2 separate regions of the Pan troglodytes genome follow, and region 2 is linked to region 1. The links are chromatin contacts, called in public HiChIP or PLAC-seq maps. All regions are on one chromosome and are shown on one strand. Each heading gives the region's core, a stretch centred on a gene start, on an enhancer-like site or on the middle of the called end of the contact. The rest is flanking DNA. Distances are from core to core; before and after follow the strand shown. Region 1 holds the start of ABCD4 (ATP binding cassette subfamily D member 4). Region 2 holds the start of NPC2 (NPC intracellular cholesterol transporter 2).

Evidence for each region. HiChIP or PLAC-seq counts read pairs in DNA pulled down with a chosen protein or histone mark.
Region 2: an H3K4me3 HiChIP or PLAC-seq map of stem cell-derived excitatory neurons shows a contact between it and region 1, with 2.6 times the contacts expected there. The contact joins the promoter of NPC2 here to the promoter of ABCD4 in region 1. A contact is called at or near these places in 2 of 7 Hi-C or Micro-C datasets (both in induced pluripotent stem cells) and 1 of 1 datasets of contacts at active chromatin or transcription factors (stem cell-derived excitatory neurons).

What each region holds. Positions count from the first base shown.
Region 1 is chr15:72,247,394-72,253,155 of NHGRI_mPanTro3-v2.0_pri, reverse strand. ABCD4 (ATP binding cassette subfamily D member 4) reads left to right here and starts at 2,533. Exons shown (of 20, transcript XR_010151217.1): 1 at 2,533-2,726; 2 at 5,335-5,453. It also overlaps the pseudogene LOC107968317.
Region 2 is chr15:72,442,553-72,448,314 of NHGRI_mPanTro3-v2.0_pri, reverse strand. It overlaps NPC2 (NPC intracellular cholesterol transporter 2), which reads left to right and starts at 3,635. Exons shown (of 5, transcript NM_001009075.1): 1 at 3,635-3,734. The coding sequence starts at 3,653. It overlaps ISCA2 (iron-sulfur cluster assembly 2), which reads right to left and starts at 3,195. Exons shown (of 4, transcript XM_009428131.4): 1 at 3,084-3,195; 2 at 2,777-2,879; 3 at 2,525-2,654; 4 at 1,563-2,103. The coding sequence starts at 3,154. The coding sequence ends at 2,045.

The DNA.
Region 1 (5,762 bases), core at 1,284-3,783:
CTGTGCTGCTGCTGCTGTTCTCTTTGGAAGATGATAGAGCTCTTCAAGTTTCACCAGTCTTTTGCTTCTTTACAGGTCTTTCTGGAGCAACCTGCTTTTTCCTCTTTAACTTTTTGTCAACATCACTGTCAGAACCACTGCCAGAAGAGCTTGAAGAAGTAAGTTCCTTTGATTTGGGCATTGCTCTGCTCTGCTGCACTCCAGTAGCCAAAGACCCTCCCGCTTGCTCACTGGTAACTCTGGTGTAGTACTTCTTCTTCTTCTTTTTTTTTTTGAAACAGTCTCACTCTGTCACCCAGGCTGGAGTACAATGGCACAATCTCAGTTCAATGCAACCTCCACCTCCTGGGTTCAAGTAATTCTCCTGCCTCAGCCTCCCAAGTAGCTGGGATTACATGCACCCGCCACCACACCTGGCTAATTTTTGTATTTTTAGTAAAGACGGGATTTCGTCATGTTGGCCAGGCTGGTCTTGAACTCCTGACCTCAGGTGATTTGCCTGCTTCGGCCTCCAAAAGCGCTGGGATTACAGGCGTGAGCCACCGTGCCCAGCCTGCTACTTCTTAAAAGTTTACAGTAATAGACAATGCTGAGGCACCCTGGGACAGTAATGCCACCGAATACCAAACTAGGACATTTTTGAGACTGAAAGGGGACAAGATCTGTAAACCTAGATTAACCTAGAGAGGTGACGTTGCTTGCTTTAATACTTTGGTTGCCTTATTAATTTTTCAAAAATTGCATCCTATTTTTTTGGTTTTCAAATAAGAAAGACATACTTGAATAAAGTTATTTCCTCTTCAAAGTCTTTCTAGATTCCACTTTTCCCCATGCTGAGTTAAATGCCTCTCTCTTTGGTTCTGGGGCAGTGGTTCTCAATGCTAGGGGGTGGGGTAAAGCTGGAATTTTGGTCCTTTCTCCCCTAAGGGACATTTGGCAATGTTTAGAGACATTTTGGGATGCCTAGGTCAGAGGGAATGCCACCGGCTTCTAGTGCGTAGAGGCCTGGGATACAGCTAAACATCCTACATTGCATAGGAAAGCCTACTCAGCAAAGAATGATCAGGCCCCAAAACTTAATGGCGCCAAAGTTGAGAACCCCTGCTGTATGGTATGTTTGTCATAGCACTTCATAAAGACAGCTGTAGGCCGGGCACGGTGATTCACACCTGTAATCCCAGCATTTTGAGAGGCCAAGGTGGGTGGATCACCTGAGGTCGGGAGTTCGAGACCAGCCTGACCAACATGGAGAAACCACGTCTCTACTAAAAATACAAAATTAGCCGGGTATGGTGGTGCATGCCTGTAATCCCAGCTACTCGGGAGGCTGAGGCAGGAGAATCGCTTGAACCCGGGAGGCACAGGTTGCAGTGAGCCAAGATAGCACCATTGCACTCCAGCCTGAGCCACAAGAGCAAAACTCCGTCTAAAACAAAAACAAAAACAAAAAAAGGCCAGGAGCGGTGGCTCACTCTTGTAATCCCAACACTTTGGAAAGCCAAGGCGGGCAGATCACCTGAGGTTAGGAGTTCAAGACCAGCCTGACCAATATGGAGAAACCCTGTCTCTACTAAAAATACTAAATTAGCTGGGCGTGGTGGCACATGCCTGTAATCCTAGCTACTCGGGAGGCTGAGGCAGGAGGATGGCTTCAATCCGGGAGGCTGAGGTTGCCGTGAGCCGATATCGCGCCATTGCACTCTAGCCGGGGCAACAAAAGCAACACTCCGTATCAAAAAAAAAAAAAAAAAGCTGTAATTGTCAACTGATTGACCTACCCAGCTAGACTGCAACTTTCATAAAGACAAGTGATACATGCATGTTGTAGAGCGTTTGGCATGCAGTTGAAACTTAATAAGGATTGGAGGAAAGTGAGAAGACACATCCAGATTCAAATTTAGGGACCTGTGGGATCATGCTGTTTGTTTGGTTTTTTTTTTTGAGCCATTTCCCACCTCCCTTTGGGTACTAATCAGTCAACTGATAAGCATTTCATTCATTCAACTATCTATCTTATCTATCGATCATCATCATCTATTTATTTATTTTTGAGACAGGGTCTCTCTTTGTCGCCCAGGCTGGAGTGCAGTGGCACAGTCACGGCTCACTGCAGCCTTGACCTTCTGGGCCCAAATGATTCTCCTGCCTCAGCCTCCAGAGTAGCTCGGACCACAGGCGCTCGCCACCATCCCCGGCTAATGCTTTTATCTTTTGTAAAGGCGGGGTCTTGCCATGTTGCCCAGGCTGGTCTTGAATTCCTGGGCTCAAGCGATCCTCCCGCCTTGGCCTTCCAAAGTGCTGGGATTACAGGAGTAACCCACCGCGCCCGGCTGGAAGCCTAATTTATACTTTTTTAAGGATCATGCTGGCTTCTCTGGGAGAATATGTAAAACATCTATTATACTCAGAATCTAAAATACTTGCCATAAAGTAGTTACACTCTCGGATACCTATTGTCAAAAGGGAAGTCTCCCAGAAAATATGGGGGCGCTGTAGCCGCCGGGTCAGCCGAGTCCACTCTCTGGTACTTTTAGAGACGTCGGTCGCTTCCGGGAGAGTCCGCGTCTCCCGCACCTTCCTCTCTATCAAACGCGGTCTCTGTGGTAGCCGGGGCCCCGCCCCTCCTCGGACTCTACCCAGTACTGAACTAGGGGCAGCTGGGCTCCAGAGTCCCTCGGGTCTCAGGTCATGGCGGTCCCGGGGCCCGCGCCCGGAGCTGGCGCCAGGTAAGCAGGGCGGTCGGGGAGGAGGTTTGGGAGCAGGAGTTCCGGGCTGTAGGGAATGGGCTCTCCTGCCCTCCGTGCCTCGTCCGCCGCCCTGGCGCCCCCGTCTCGCCCCCGTGACTTCTGAGAGAAAGAGGAGCTCTCGAAGGGGCGTCCGCCCTCCCGCCGCTCTAGGCCGCTCCGCACCGGCCGCAGCCCCCTCCGTTCTTGGCCGGACTTGGGCCATCTCCTGCGGTGTGGGACCCTCTCCCTCGCAACTGGCATTCTTTTTTTGAAAAAAGAACCTCAGGTGCACAAAATTGAGTTGATCCTTCTCAGTTCTTGACACCCTGTGGGCCAATGCAAGGCTCCTTGTTTATCACTTCCTCTCTTCGTTCCTATTCCCAGACCCCTTTCACTCCCCTTTTCAGCCAGCCACTCTGGTGTGTTATATAAGTGGCTTTACGGTCCACCTTGGGTAAATTTGTGCAAGTGTTACTTTGAAATCTATATAGTGGTTTCGAATTCTTCAATATAATATGCTGTGATTTTTCTTTAAACCTTTTTCCTCAACATTGTGTTTTTGAGTCCATCCATGCTAGTCATCTTGTTTTCACTTCTGAGTGCTTGCATGATGGGTGCTGTGTGCATAGACTTATTCCCCTAGTGGTGGATACCTAGATTTTTTTCTAGTATTAACACCCCTACAAGCCACACTGTAATGAATATTCTGGCAGTTGTCTCCTTGTGCATATTGTTGCATTTCTCTGGGTATCCACCCCAGAGTTGGGTCCTGGTCATATCTAATTTTGCTGGATTGTTCTTTGGAATGGTCACACTAGTTTATACTTCCCGACGGGCAGTGCATAAAGCTTCCTGTTTCCCGGTATCCCTCCATCGTTCAGTGGCGGCTGGTTTTGTAATGTTTATCAGTCTGGTGGGTGTAAGGTGGTATCCCATCGTGTACATTTTCTTTCCTTCTTTCTTTCTTTCTTTTTTTTTTGAGATGGAGTTTTGCTCTTGTTGCCCGGGCAGGAGTGCAGTGGCATGATCTCGGCTCACTGCAACCTCCGCCTCGGGTTCAAGCGATTCTTCTGCCTCAGCCTCCTGAGTAGCTGGGATTACAGACGCGCGCCACCACACCCAGCTAATTTTTTGTATTTTTAGCAAAGATGGGGGGGGTTGGCCAGTCTGGTCTTGAACTCCTGACCTCAGGTGATCCATCCGCCTCGGCCTTCCGAAGTGCAGGGATAACACTTCCCGACGGGCAGTGCATAAAGGAATTACAGACGTGAGCCACTGCTCCCGGCCTACATTTTCATGTGTTTATTAAACGTGGGTTTTCCCTTTTTTGAATTGCCTGTTTATATCCCTTCCCACTTCTCTATGGATTTCCTATGTTCCTGGCTTGCAGGAATTCTTGTAGGCTCTAGATTTTAGATCCTGGCCATGCCCGGTGGCTCACACCTGTCATCCTATCACTTTGGGAGGCTGAGGTAGGTGGACCACTGGAGTCCAGGAGTTCAAGATCAGCCTGGGCAACATGGTGAAACCCCATCTCTACCAAAAATACAAAAATTAGCTGAGCGTGTTGACGCACGCCCGTACTCCCAGCCACTAAAAAGGCTGAGGTGGGACAGTCGCTTGAACCCGGGAGGCAGAGGTTGCCCTGAGCTGAGATCGCACCACTGCATTCCAGCCTGGGCAACAGAGCAAGACCTTGTCTCAAAAAAAAAAAAAAAGATTTTAGGCCAGGCACGGTGGCTCACGCCTGTAATCCCAGCACTTTGGGAGGCCGAGGCAGGTGGATCACCGGAGGTCAGGAGTTCGAGACCAGCCTGACCAATATGATGAAACCCCGTCTCCTACTAAAAATACAAAAATTAGCCGGGCGTGGTGGCATGCACCTGTAATTGCAACTGGTCAGGAGGCTGACACAGGAGAATCACTTGAACCAGGGAGGCGGAGGTTGCAGTGATCCGAGATTGCGCCGTTGCATTCCAGCCTGGGCAACGAGCAAAACTCCGTCTCAAAAAAATAAAGATTTTAAGTCCTTGTTGGTTTTGCACTCTGCAGATACCACCTCCAAGTCTTTTAACTTAATCTATGGCACTGTGTTGAATAAAAACATTTAACTCTAATGAAGTTAAATTCATCAGTTTTCCCCTGTATAGGTTTTTAAGGTATCTTCATTAAGACATTTTTCTACATTTCCTTCTATTAACATGATAGTGTTACTTTTCACGTTTAGATTTTTAATCCATTTGTAATTTTTTAAGTTTTTTGTTTTTGGTTTTTTTTTTTTTTGAGACGGACTTTTGCTCTTGTTGCCCAGGCTCTTGTTGCAATGGCGCAATCTCGGCTCACTGCAACCTCTGCCTCCCAGGTTCAAGCAATTCTCCTGACTCAGCCTCCCGAGTAGCTGGGATTACAGGCATGAGCCACCACGCTTGGCCAGAGAATTTCCTTTGTATCCGTGGTCTGTTCCCAGCCTACCATCTTCAGCATTTGAAAACCATTCTTTCTGCATGGCCTGGACCCTCTACAGAACAATGTGGATGAGCTTAATAACTACTCCCTAAGGCTTAATTATTGTCTTGGGCTTTTCTCTGCCTCCCCACCTTCTCTTCAGGCCCAGGTTAGATCTGCAATTTCTCCAGCGGTTCCTGCAGATACTGAAGGTTTTGTTTCCTTCTTGGTCATCACAGAATGCCTTGATGTTCCTGACCCTTTTGTGCCTGACCCTACTGGGTGAGTGAGTGAGCCCAGACTAGAGGAGGGAGGGGAGCTCTGGTTTGGGGTCCCTTTCCATCTTTTTTTTTTTTTTTTTTTTTTTTTTGAGACAGAGTTTCTCTCTTGTTGCCCAGGCTGGAGTGCAGTGACATAATCTCAGCTCACTGCAACCTCTGCCTCCCTGGTTCAAGTGATTCTCGTGCCTTCGCCTCCTGAGTAGCTGGGATTACAAGCACCCACCACCACGCCCGACTAAACTTTGTATTTTTTAGTAAAGACAGGGTTTCACCATCTTGGCCAGGCTGATCTCGAACTCATGACCTCAGG
Region 2 (5,762 bases), core at 2,386-4,885, 190 kb before region 1:
GGTCTCAAACTCCTGACCTCAGGTGATCTGCCTGCTTTGGCCTCCCAAAGTGCTGGGATTACAGGCGTGAGCCACCGTGCCCAGCCCCAAATCTGCCTTTTTCTAAACATAAAATTCCAATTCTCCCATTAACAGTAGATACTCACATATAAGCTTCTGCATTCTAAGGGACTATTTCTGTCTAGTGCACCACTGTAATTTGATTGATTTAGCAACAAAAGCTGTTCTGCTCGTGCTCAAGAGTTTAAAAACCACAAAATCAATAAATAACCCACAAAAGTATTCTTAAAGAATATATTCTAATGTTTAAAATGTAGCAAAATCTTTTTAAGGAGGAAGAAAGGACAGGTAGTCTGAACTGAAACCCTATCAGGCGCAGGTACTGGCGGCACTGTCTTGGTCATGTGTGCACACAGATGCTCCCATGGTATGCTGCTTTCTGCCTCCTTCCACCAGCTCTAAGAAATGTGCTCAGGTTTCTGAGTGTCCCCTTCTCTCCTCTAACCACATGATAGGTTTGTTTTCTCTAAGTCCTAGGTTTTGCCATGTTGGAAATGTATCTAAGTTTCTGTCTCAGATATTTTCTAAACTCTATTTCCATTTTTTTAAATAGTAAATTCTTACTAAATGACCTTAATTCCAATCCAGTGCAGAAATGCAAGTCTTTGCTGTAACAAACTTCTAGGCTCCCAAGCAAAAGATGGATTTAACCAGTAACTCTTCCAGAATCAACTTGGTTGTAGTTTCTCCAACATCAGTATTAATAAATCATTCGGTGTGGTGATGGTGGTAGATTTCTTTCGCTGTCTGACCACACAGCTCCACAGCACTCTAACAGGATTATTTCAAGCTCCAAAGCCTATTTAAGTGCCACACCTACACAAGTACTTTAATTCACTAGAATTTGTGATTTTAAAAGCTTTCTGTTTGGTGACCCTAAAGCAGAGTTGCCAAGGTCAGCAAATAAAAATATAGGAGTTAAATTTGAATTTCAAATAGTAATTTTTAGTATATGCAATATTTGAGACATACGCATACTAAAAAATTATTTACCTGAAATTCAAATTTAACTGGGCATCCTACATTTCATCTGGTAACCCAATCTAAAAAAAGGTTCCCAATAATCTATTACCTATAACAATAAAGGGATCACTTCCTGCTGTGCATGAGACCAGAGCCATTTTACAACAGAAGGCAGGTAAAGCAACATATCCTAAAAAGATTCAGTCATTAAATTGTCACAGAATCTTAAAATGTCTGTATGAGTAGGGAGGCTATTTTTGAAATAATTCACTGTCAGTGAGGGTTTGGTCCAAGTTTTCTGGGTAACGGGCTCTTGGTTTTATGACTCATAGCAGATCCACGAGCATGAGAGTAAAATGTATCTGTCCTATCAAATAGGAAGTGGCAAATGGGTTGCATAGACAATAAAGATAAGTCAAGTGGCACATTCTGGCAGGGTGAAATGAAAAAGAGAACATTTCGTTTACTTTTCTCATCCTCTAATAACTGGTGTCCAAGCTACCCAATCTGTGACCCTGATCCACAACACAATAAGAACCTTCTTTAAAATGAAGCTTTTATACATAGCTATCCACATATGTACAAGCAGCTCTTAAGGCAAGAGAAGTTAATTCCAAATTTTAGAGCCATGGAGGCTCTACAGATTATACGGAGTTTCAACCAGTGATTAAATCTGAGGTAACAGCATCTGGAGGCTCAGCCTTAGCACTGAGTGGAGGGAAAAATTAAGCCAAGAGTAAAATCTTCACGTTCTGAAAATAATAGTGGCAAAACATAACACTCCTGGACTGCGGGAAATAAAATTGAGAGGGACATGATTAGAAGGAAACTTCTAGAATTCTACTAATTCCAGGTTCTTCAAATTGGTACAACTGGTGACAATCCCAGAGTCACCAGTCATCACATCAAAGTTTGATAGAGAAAGATGACCCACAGGAGCAGCCTTGCTGTGCTTGAGGATTGTTCAACACTTGAAATGAGCTTCGGATCAGTTCTTGGCTGAAGTCCACCTGGGCCCCTTTCACGAAGGCCAAGCTATCAGAGTCAACCACCACTCTTGCCCCACCCTGTTCAAATACCCTGAAAAGACAGGAGGAAGGCATTAAGGAGTATCGCAAACACAAAAAAGACACCCCCTGAGCCCAGAGGTGCACATCCTCTGTTTTCTAAAGTACAGAGGGAGCTTCCCCATTACCTTTAACAGGTGCTGATTTTCTTTGAGGCAAAATGATTCAATGGAATAAATACTGGGAAACGTGTAGGGACTTAAGCCTGGAATCTAGTCCGGCCTGACTTTCTACCGACTACCCAATGGACCTGGGCAGATCAATTTTGCTCCTATAACTTAGTTATTTTGATTCAGAACAACAAACCTTTACTGCATCCTCACTGTGAGGCGGGCGGTGTTAACCATCCCAGGTAAACCCTTTAAATTTGGAATAAAAGTGCACCTTAAACTGGAGACACTTTTGTCCCTCCTGTACCTCCTTTGGGGACCCACCCCTTCCTCCTTGCCTGTCGTCGGGGTTGATAACTGTATCCAGTGAAAATTTGTATTGGAATCCGGAGCATCCACCTCCCTCCACTTGCAGCCTGAGGAATTCTGACCCTTCGGTGATTTCCAAAAGCCTCTGAAATGCAGGAAGGGGGATCAAGAATAGCGGGAAACGGGAGTTAAAGGGCTGAGTGAAGAGCAGTTCCCGCTGCTCCCGCCAATCGCCTGGGTACCGCCGCTCCGCGTCCGGCCTCCTACCTGGACGCAACTGTCTGTGAGGCGGATCTGCCCTTCGCCGGCCTCGGGGCTGGAGGACGACGCCTCCCGACGCGCCTGGGGTCCCAGGGAGGCCGCGAGGAGCCTGCGCGCAAGGGAGGAGGGTAAGCCCGGGAGCAGAAGGGGCACCTTGCAACCCTCGACCTGGAGCGCCTCACGCTAAACCTGGCGACCCCCACCTGGACGGCCTCCCACCAAACCCTCGCATCCCCCACAGGCCTTAGTTTCCCATTTGTCCTAGAGGCGCAGAACCAAACACCCTTTCCAGGTGCCTTTCTAGTCTTGGTACCTGCCCCTCGGCCAGGGAGTGACCGCTCTCTGCGTCGCGGCCGTTAGGGACGACCCCCAGGCGGCAGCCATCTTCCTCCACAAGCTCCGCCCCTCGCGTCTCCCCCGTTTCTCACCCGGGGCCTCGGGAGGCGGAGAGAACGAACAGGAGGCCGGGACTTCACGGAGGCCCCGCCCCCAACATGCCTATTGGGTAGTGCGGGAGGAGAAGGTGTCTGATTGGCTAGAAATGCTCCAGACGGCAGCGGCGGGGACGCACCCAGGAAGCCGGAGAGGTGCTCTAAAGGGAAGGAACGGGGCGGGGAGGAGTGAGGCGGGGCGGGGCGGAGGTGGGTCCGGGCGGGTCAGGCCTCTGAGGGAATGGCATGGGCGGAGACTGCAGGCCTCTGGGCCTGAGAGGGCTGGAGCTGGCTTTCCGGAGCCGGGGGCGGGGCGCGGGCGGGCCTCAGCTGTGGTTACTGGTGACAGGTCGCCTGACTGGGCTCCTCCCCGGGCCCGCCCCCACAGGTTTGTCTTGTGACCGCGGGCAGCCGCTGCTTCTTTCCCGAGCTTGGAACTTCGTTAGCCGCGATGCGTTTCCTGGCAGCTACATTCCTGCTCCTGGCGCTCAGCACCGCTGCCCAGGCCGAACCGGTGCAGTTCAAGGACTGCGGTGAGCCCCAGGCCCGCCCAAGGTTCCCGCGCCCTCTGTGGAAGGCCCCGCCGGACCCCCGCGCTGAGACCCCTGGGGCTGGGCTGGGCGGATCCCTCGGGCGGCCAGGCTGAGCCTTGGACCCTACCTAACTGGAATGGGCTGGGTCGGGGGAGAAGGCGCCGGCCTCCATGAAACCCGACCGCACACAACTTTGTTTCTTTCCTTAGAACGCGTGTTTTGGGGTTCCTGGGAACTCCAGGAGGTGGGCCTTTTGCTGAAGTTTCCTAAAGTTTGTAGGGCGGACAACAGAAGGGCTGTATCCAGCGCTGGTGGAGGGGTGGAGCACAGAACTTCTTTTTATTTATGCTTTGTATCTTGGAATCCCGCCTCCCCCTTCCAACTCCTTTTGCTTTTCTTTTAATTTCGTTTTTGCTGACAAGTCAAAAGTCAATTCCCCTTTTTCATCATTTATTGTTACAAATAGGACTTCCTTTGGGCTTTGGAATCTTGTGATTCTTAATCAGTTTTTCCTTGTATAAATCTCATTGTGTCTCTAATCACAGCTTGTGATACATAACTCCCTCTCGCCGCTGTGGTTGGAATCTTTGTTGGAAAATACAACAGGTGGTAGAAATTCTGAGTGCCTTCATTGAGTCGAGTCTATAGAATTGTCGGAACAGAAACTCGAGCAATTTTGTTCAGAGGTGGAGGTAGAGAGATAGAACTGTCAATGAAAGAGGCATGAAACTGACTTTGTAAGATCTATGAGTGGAAAGGAAGCACGGAGATCGTATAATCAATCGTTGAATTCCAGGGATGTTGGGTAGCCTACCTAAAGTCACGCAGCAGAATGGGGAACCAGAGTAAGTGTAACCGCCCAAGGGGTTCACCTTGCCCATTGCCTAGACAGAGCGGATTTATCAAGATGGGATTTGCAATGGCGAAAAGAGTAATTCACGCAGAGCCGGCTGTGGGGGAGACCGGAGTTTTATTGTTACTCAGATCAGTCTCCCCGAGCATTCGGGGATCAGAGTTTTAAAGGATAATTTGGCGGGTATGGGCTTGGAAAGTGGGGAGTGCTGATTGATCAGGTTGAAGATAAAATCATAGGAGAGTCGAAGTGAGTTCTTCTTGCTGACCTCTGGGTGGTGTCATTTGCTGCATCGGAATGCAGGATCTGCAAAATATCTCAAGCACTGACCTTAGGTTTTACAATAGTGATATTATTACCAGGAGCAATTTGGGGAGGTTCAGACTCTTACAGCCAGAGGCGGCGTGGCCCCTAAACTCGTAGCTAATTTGTTAGTCCTACAATGGCAGACTGGTCCCCAGGCAAGAAGGGGTTTTTCAGGAAAGGGCTATTATCCATTTCGTTTCAGAGTTTAAACTATAAATTCCTCTCCAAGACTAGTTCAGCCTACACCCAGGAATGAACAAAGACAGTTTAGAGGTTAGAAGGAAGATGGGTAGGTGAGTCCTGATCTCTTTCACTGTCTTAATTTCCTCAGGATTTTTGCAAAGGCAGTTTCATAAGTTTGCTGCTTTATATCCAGTGCCCAGGTAATAGTAACTGCTCAATGAAATGTGTTGAAAACATAGATGGAAATCTTTTTCCCCTATGTCATAAAAATTCATGTTGAGACAAAAGCAAAGTTGGGGATTAGGGGACAGGATTGATTAAGGAATGGAGTGCTGGCCGATTAACACTTAAATGCTATTCCATTGATTTAGGAGACTGGCACTTGAAAGCTATTATCGCTTCAAATTACTGCCTTTCCCTCCATTAAACTTAGTAGCCAGCGTTTGGATGAAGACACTATTAATTTTAATAACTCATTCCGGCCAGGCACAGTGGCTCACACCTGTAATCCCAGCACTTTGGGAGGCCAAGACGGGCAGATCACGAGGTCAAGAGATTGAGACCATCCTGGCCAACATGGTGAAACCCCATCTCTACTAAAAATACAAAAATTAGCTGGGCATGGTAGTGTGCACCTGTAGTCCCAGCTACTCGGGAGGCTGAGGCAGGAGAATCGCTTGAACCCG